Regions from separate parts of the Mus musculus genome. Here region 1 is linked to region 2. A link is a contact called in public Hi-C data. All regions are on one chromosome and are shown on one strand. The core of a region is the stretch at or near the end of the contact, and the rest is flanking DNA. Distances in the headings are between cores, read along the strand shown.

Evidence for each region. A called contact is a pair of places that touch in the nucleus more often than the background predicts.
Region 1: a Hi-C map of trophoblast stem cells shows a contact between it and region 2, with 2.2 times the contacts expected there. The contact joins two enhancer-like sites. A contact is called at or near these places in 1 of 484 Hi-C or Micro-C datasets (trophoblast stem cells) and 1 of 9 other capture datasets (embryonic stem cells).

The regions. Positions count from the first base shown.
Region 1 is chr16:9,838,370-9,841,418 of GRCm38.p6, reverse strand. The region is part of intron 3 of Grin2a (glutamate receptor, ionotropic, NMDA2A (epsilon 1)); the gene reads left to right. Among named protein-coding and RNA genes, the nearest start is that of Grin2a, 160 kb to the left of the region's middle. Within about 2 kb of position 1,693, at least 3 of the 459 cell types and tissues checked have an H3K27ac peak or open chromatin away from gene starts, as enhancers often do. A contact at or near this core is called in trophoblast stem cells, where this site is marked.
Region 2 is chr16:8,884,051-8,887,064 of GRCm38.p6, reverse strand. Gm30310 (a long non-coding RNA gene) reads right to left here. Exons shown (of 3, transcript XR_001781949.1): 1 at 2,868-3,014. Among named protein-coding and RNA genes, the nearest start is that of Gm30310, 3.9 kb to the right of the region's middle. Within about 2 kb of position 1,619, at least 7 of the 459 cell types and tissues checked have an H3K27ac peak or open chromatin away from gene starts, as enhancers often do. A contact at or near this core is called in trophoblast stem cells, where this site is marked.

The DNA of each region.
Region 1 (3,049 bases), core at 444-2,943, 950 kb before region 2:
TCTGCTTTTTCCTTCCTCTCTCTTAGAGTAAGGATCCTACTATGTAGCCCTGGCTGGCTTGCAGAATTCTGTAGCACAGGCTGGCTTTCCTATTTCCTTACGCTCTATACTAGCCAGGATTTTCAGCCTGTACCAGCAAGACTTGCTAACATTGTGAATTGCTACCCCCCCTTTCCTCCTCAATCACCCGAGAAGAGGTTTCTTTACCTATGTAGCCTATGTTGGCCTCATATTTGTGGCAATCCTCCTGGCTGTGCTTTCAAAGTTCTGGAATTATAGATGTAAACCACAATGTCTGGCTGAGGTTGTGAAATTGTTATTGCTACTTAGTTAATGAGCGCTTTATCACAAGGTGTAGTTCCCATTGTGTGTTCATGCATGGATGTGTGTGTACATGAGTGCATGTGTGCCTGTGTCTGTCTATCTTCCTGCCTGCCTAACTACTGTCTTTATACATTTCTAGTAGATGCTATGGTATTATTGGCTATAGTCAATGGTCTGCTCAGGATCAAGATCTGAATATATTCTTCTTATAGTAGAAAGCTTGTAACCATAGACTATATCTTCTCTTTGTTCTCCTATGCAAACCACTCTGGGAGAAAGATGAGGTAAATTCAGGACAAGAAATTTCTGGCTTTGGTAGTTCCAAGTTCCATCCAGGCTGGGCTCAAAAAGCCGCAGCTATGTTCTCAGAAGGAATAAGTTGCCACTAGCACTGGGCTAGAAGGCTGGGCTGGTTCAATTATTTTGAGAACTGTTTTCTTGCCTTGGGTGGGGGTTGTTTATGTGCAAATGTTGCTGCTGATTGCAAGTATGTTGGGTGTTTGTACTGGAGCTGATTTCATCTGTTGGAAGTGCCCAAGAACTGTGCATGTCCTGTGCACAGCCTTCGTTTCAGTGTCTGCTGTTGATGCCCCAATCAGTGATGCGTGTTTTGCATTCAATCTTTAGGATCTAATGACAATCATGGAACAATAACTATAAAGTAGTCATAACAAGAGCTCTCATAGGTCAAAAAATGGTCTTGTGCCAAGTAAACAGTATTTATTTAGGTGGATGGGAGGGTCTGAGACAAAGTCTCACATCATTTCTCAGACTGGCCTGGAACTCATAGCAATCCTCCTGCCTCCACCTCTCATGTGCTGGTGTGAGTGACCACATTTTGCTACTGAACATTTTGCTACCTGCACCTGCTCACCTTTTCTTCCCTTGCTGCATAGAAAAGTAGCATGGATATATTTTTGTGAACAGTGAAGTGTCCTCTCATTTTTTGGTGTGTGTGTGTGTGTGTGTGTGTGTGTGTGTGTGTGTGTGTGTGTGTGTATGTGTGTGTGTATAGGGGTAAGGTTCTCACACTGTAGCCCACAGTGACCTGGAATTTTGACAGTACCCTAAAACCTGTAGCTTGTCTTCTGCCTCCACTGGGGTTATAAGTGCTAGCCACCTTGCCTAATGGGCACAATTCCTTTTTTACTTATGGGTTTCATCAAAGACAAAGAAATCCAGACACTTGCTCATGGTTACAAGTTTACTCAGGGATTGGGGGCTTTCTCAGCAATTTCTCCTACCTTGAATTTAATGGGGTCCTCACCTCATTTACCCTTAATGAAAAAACCAAGTCTTTGTTTAGCCTGGGTATGCTTTCCCTGATAGTTCTTCCTCTGTGCCTACCCACACCACCCCCTCTGTTCTGCTCTGTGGCTTCTGCTGTGTGGCTGCTTTCAGAACCTCCATGCCTATCTCAGGAAGGCATGGCTTTCACTCTTTCACTCTTTCTCTCTGCTATCTCTGTCCTCTGGGCAGTTACTAAGATTTACAGCTTTCTGCTGTTGTTTTTCTTTTAAACTCCAATAAACATCTACCCCAGACCTTCCAAAAATACATTTTCAAAAAGAAATAATTGTTCCTTGTGGTTTGGAGGAATTGGAAGAATTAGCAGGTACAGTTTGAAGTCATTGTGTGTAGGTGACAGCCTTGGGGCAGAGGGGCGTGGCTATGGTTCTAACACCACAGGTTGTCCTTGAGCACCACAAGGGAGTCCGGTGCCCAGAGGCTAGAACTTTGGGAATCAGAGCATCCCGGAGTCAAGAGGCAAGTTTGCTTCCTGCACCACCCCCCCATGGTGCCTGTGGATGAGTGGCCCTGCAGGCAAGCAAGCTTGGTGTGGGGCCCCAGGAGAGTTAGGAACTCTTCTCTTGCAGCCATGGCACTGGCTAGAATAGGAGCTCCTCACTCACTTCCTTGGCAAAGTGTTCCTTTGTGTTAGCCAAGAAGAGCCTCTAGAATCTTCTCACCTGCTCCTCTTACCTGACCTCATGTAAATGTGATCATGGGGCTGAGCAGAGAGCTGTCTGCCTGACTGTTTCTTCTCACATTTGGGAAAACCATTGTCTTCAGGTTGTGGCTCTTATGAAACATCACAGGATGGCTGTCTCACCTAGAGGTGTTTCTTATCTCACTGCCTTCTGTCACAACAGTCACTGATGTTATTTCCTAATAAGTTTGTAACACAGTTTCACATCTAAATTTTTTTGAGACAATTTCATGTTAGCACAAGCTGGCCTCCAAGCTTGAGCTAAGATTACAGGCTTGTATCACCATGTGCATCTCTACGGAGTGCTGAGAACTAAACCCTGGCCTTCCTGCAGGCCTGAGAAGACTTCTATCCCAGAAGCAGCACTCTCAGCCTGCCTTTGTGTTTTATCTGGCCCACACATGTGCTCTTCACCTCCCAAGACACACTGACCTTTCTAGTCATCAGCCTTGTCTTACTCACTCATCTCTCCAGAGAGCAGTAACTTTCCCTGCTTTCCTGCTATTTTAGGAACGTTACACACCTGAGGCAAAAAGTCAGAAGTGTATCAAGGCTGGGACAGCAGTGAGCGAGGAACTTTCTTTGAGTACAACTTTTCCTAAGTTTTACTTCGTAATTAACATATATTTATTATATGTATTTATAGGGTACAATATGATGCTTTGATACAGTATATGTTGTGTAATGATCAAATACATGTAATTAGAGCATCTGTCACCTTTTAACATTGTTTTC
Region 2 (3,014 bases), core at 370-2,869:
TGCATGCCCGAGGCTGACTGGGGAGGCATGCTCAAGTCCAGAAGTTTGGGGTTAGCCTGAGCAACAGAAAAAGACCATGTCTACTAAAAATTACACTACAGGCTGGGTGTGGTGGCTCATGCTTGTAATTTCCTGCGACTGAGACTGGAGGATTCCTGTGAGTTCAAGGCCAATCTTTGCAACACAGTGAGATCCTGTCTTTATAATAAACATGATATTTTTTGTTATTTGAAAGAAAACATGACTAAGTCGATGACGGAGCTTTTCCCTCCAGTCCCACGAGGTAATCAGCTCACATTCGGTCTCTTTCCATGGTGTTCTGCTGTTTGTTTGGGGCTTGTTTTTTGTTTTGTTTTGTTTTTCGAGACAGGGTTTCTCTGTATAGTCCTGGCTGTCCTGGAACTCACTTTGTAGACCAGGCTGGCCTCAAACTCAGAAATCCACCTGCCTCTGCCTCCCGAGTGCTGGGATTAAAGGCGTGCGCCACCGCCCGGCTGGGGCTTGTTTTGTTGTTGTGTTTTGTTGTGGGTTTGAGGGGTTGTTTTATTGCTGCTGCTGGTGGTGGTGATGGTGGTGGTAGGCTGATTTTAGAGGTTTGCTATACTTTTTTGTTTTGTTTTGTTTTTGATGTTTTTTGCAGCTAGGAGGAGTGAACCTAGGACCTCTGACATACCGGTCAAGCACATTCATGCCACCCAAGTGTCCTGCCCCTGAAATACATCCTCCCCAGCATGTTTGTGGCACACGTGTAGAGGTGATAAACCTCCTCCACCCGAAACACACATAACTGGCAATTGGGAGCTGGCTGGGGAGTCATGAGAGTGGGAGAGCGGGTCTTGCCCCTCAACAGCTGTGCACTCGGGAGAGTGGGTCCTTTGCCTGGTCTGTGCAGCACAGTAGAGCTGGCCCTAGTAGCAGGGCCGCAGGTGATCCGGCCCTAAGGTAAAGCCAGCATGGGAGCGCTGGCCTCACCACTCCTCCACCATGGGGTTGTGCTGGTGTGGAGGTGAGGCCCTTCCCACACCTAATTGCTGGAAAGCCTTCTGGGATACCACTTGGCAGAAAATGGGCTTCAGGCAGGAATCTGACATTGGAAGTAAGCTCAGGCAGGACTCTGACATTAGGGCATAATAAGGAAGTCAGTTTCAGTAAGAATCTAACTTTAGGCTGTAATAAGGAAGTCGGGTAAGGCAGGAATTTTAGGATGTCTCAGGATGGAACAGAAGAACTAGGCTTCAGGCAAGATTTTGGGCTTGGACGAGGAAGTGGGCTCAAGTGTTGGGTCATTATAACAAGCCCTTTTAAACAACTGCCATGGGAGTAATCACAGGACTTCGCTTACTGCCTTGTTAGTTCCTTATTGTACTGCTCGCCCAAAATACCTGCATGTAATTAAAATGTATAAAAAGTGGATTGGAAAATTAAATTTGCCTTCAGTCTGAGAATTGACTTGGGTCATGCTACAATGTTGTCTAACTATCTTTTTTTCTTTTTAATCCTCACTCCCGCGCTGGAGAACCTGTTGACTGACTGAGCGGGCTTGGTCAGACTCACCCCTCACCACGCCCAGCAGTTAGGAAAGCTGGCCCTGGGTCCTGAGAGCAGGAACGCTGGCCCAGCCTCTTGCCAGCTACAGCACTGAGTGGGCCTCGAACTTTTACTGAGCAGCACAGTGGAGCTGGCTGGAGAGGTATGGGTACAGGTGAGCCACCCAGAGGGCATGACAGCAGAAGAGCTGCCTCCTTCCTGCCAGTAGCAGCATTGGGTGGCCTAGCCAGGGCAGTGCTGGAGAGCTGGCCCTGGTGGTGTGGTAAGGACTGGAGGGCTGACCTGCTCAACTGCCACCCATGCCCAGATCCAAGGCTTTTGAGTTGGCCTATCCCAACATCTACCTCACCTGTGAATTTGGGGGGGGGGGTGTGAAAGGGCCACTCCGGCTGATCCAAAACTCCAAGATCTCATGACACAGGGGAACACATAGGATAACCAGGAGGAGTCCCAGTGAGAATTCAATGTTGGTGTCACAGAAGCCAGAGTCTTCTAACCAGACACATTGCAATGAGCATTCGCAAGTGAAGGCATGTGGACAGAGGGATATCCTGTGGGACACACTGGGACACACTGCAGCTTCCACCATGAGATGTTTTCTATGCTTTGGGTGGGTGTGTGTGTGTGTGTTATTCTGGGGGAGTTGAAAGGGCAGAGGGCAGACACGAGGGGACAGGGAGATGAGCGAAACTGGGGTACATGATGTGAAACTCACAAAGAATCAATAAAAAGTTTTTAAAAATAATAAAAATAGGGGTGGGAGGAAAAAAAAATAAAAAATTAAAAAAATAATAATAATAAAAATAAAAGCATTTAATTGGGAAGCTTGTCTACAGTTTCAGAAAGTCCATGATCATCATGCAGAGGAGCATGACAGCAGGCAGGCAGGCAGGCAGGCAGCAGGCAGGCAGGCAGGCAGCAGGCAGGCAGGCAGGCAGGCAGGCAGACCTGGCCCTGGACAGAGCATAGCGTTTACATCTGATCCACAGCTGCAAGCAGAGAGAGACACTGGGCCTGGCCTGGCCTTTTGAAACCTCACAACCCACCCCAGTGACATGCTTCCCCAACAAGGCCATACCTCCTAGTCCTTCTCAAACAGTTCCACTAACCGGAAGCCAAGCATTAAAATTTATGAGCTTACGGGGACCATCCTGGTTCAAACCCCTACAGTTCCTAGCCCAGTTCTTGTTTTTTTAACACTTGTTTACTTGTTTGTTTGGGGGTAGCAGGTGCATGACTGCAGAGTACAGCCCTGGGAGCCAGTTCTCCTCTCTACCCAGTAAATCCCAGAGACTGGGTTTGGTGGCAGCTTCATTTACCCAGTGAATCGTGTCGTCTTCTCTCTTGCCTTTCTATAGGAAAAAAACACTGTTCTTTTTTCCCTCTGGCTAATCCTTCTGTGGACACACACATGCAGTGCAAACGGGGTATTGCATAGAACACGCTGAGGCCAAGGGTAACAGCTT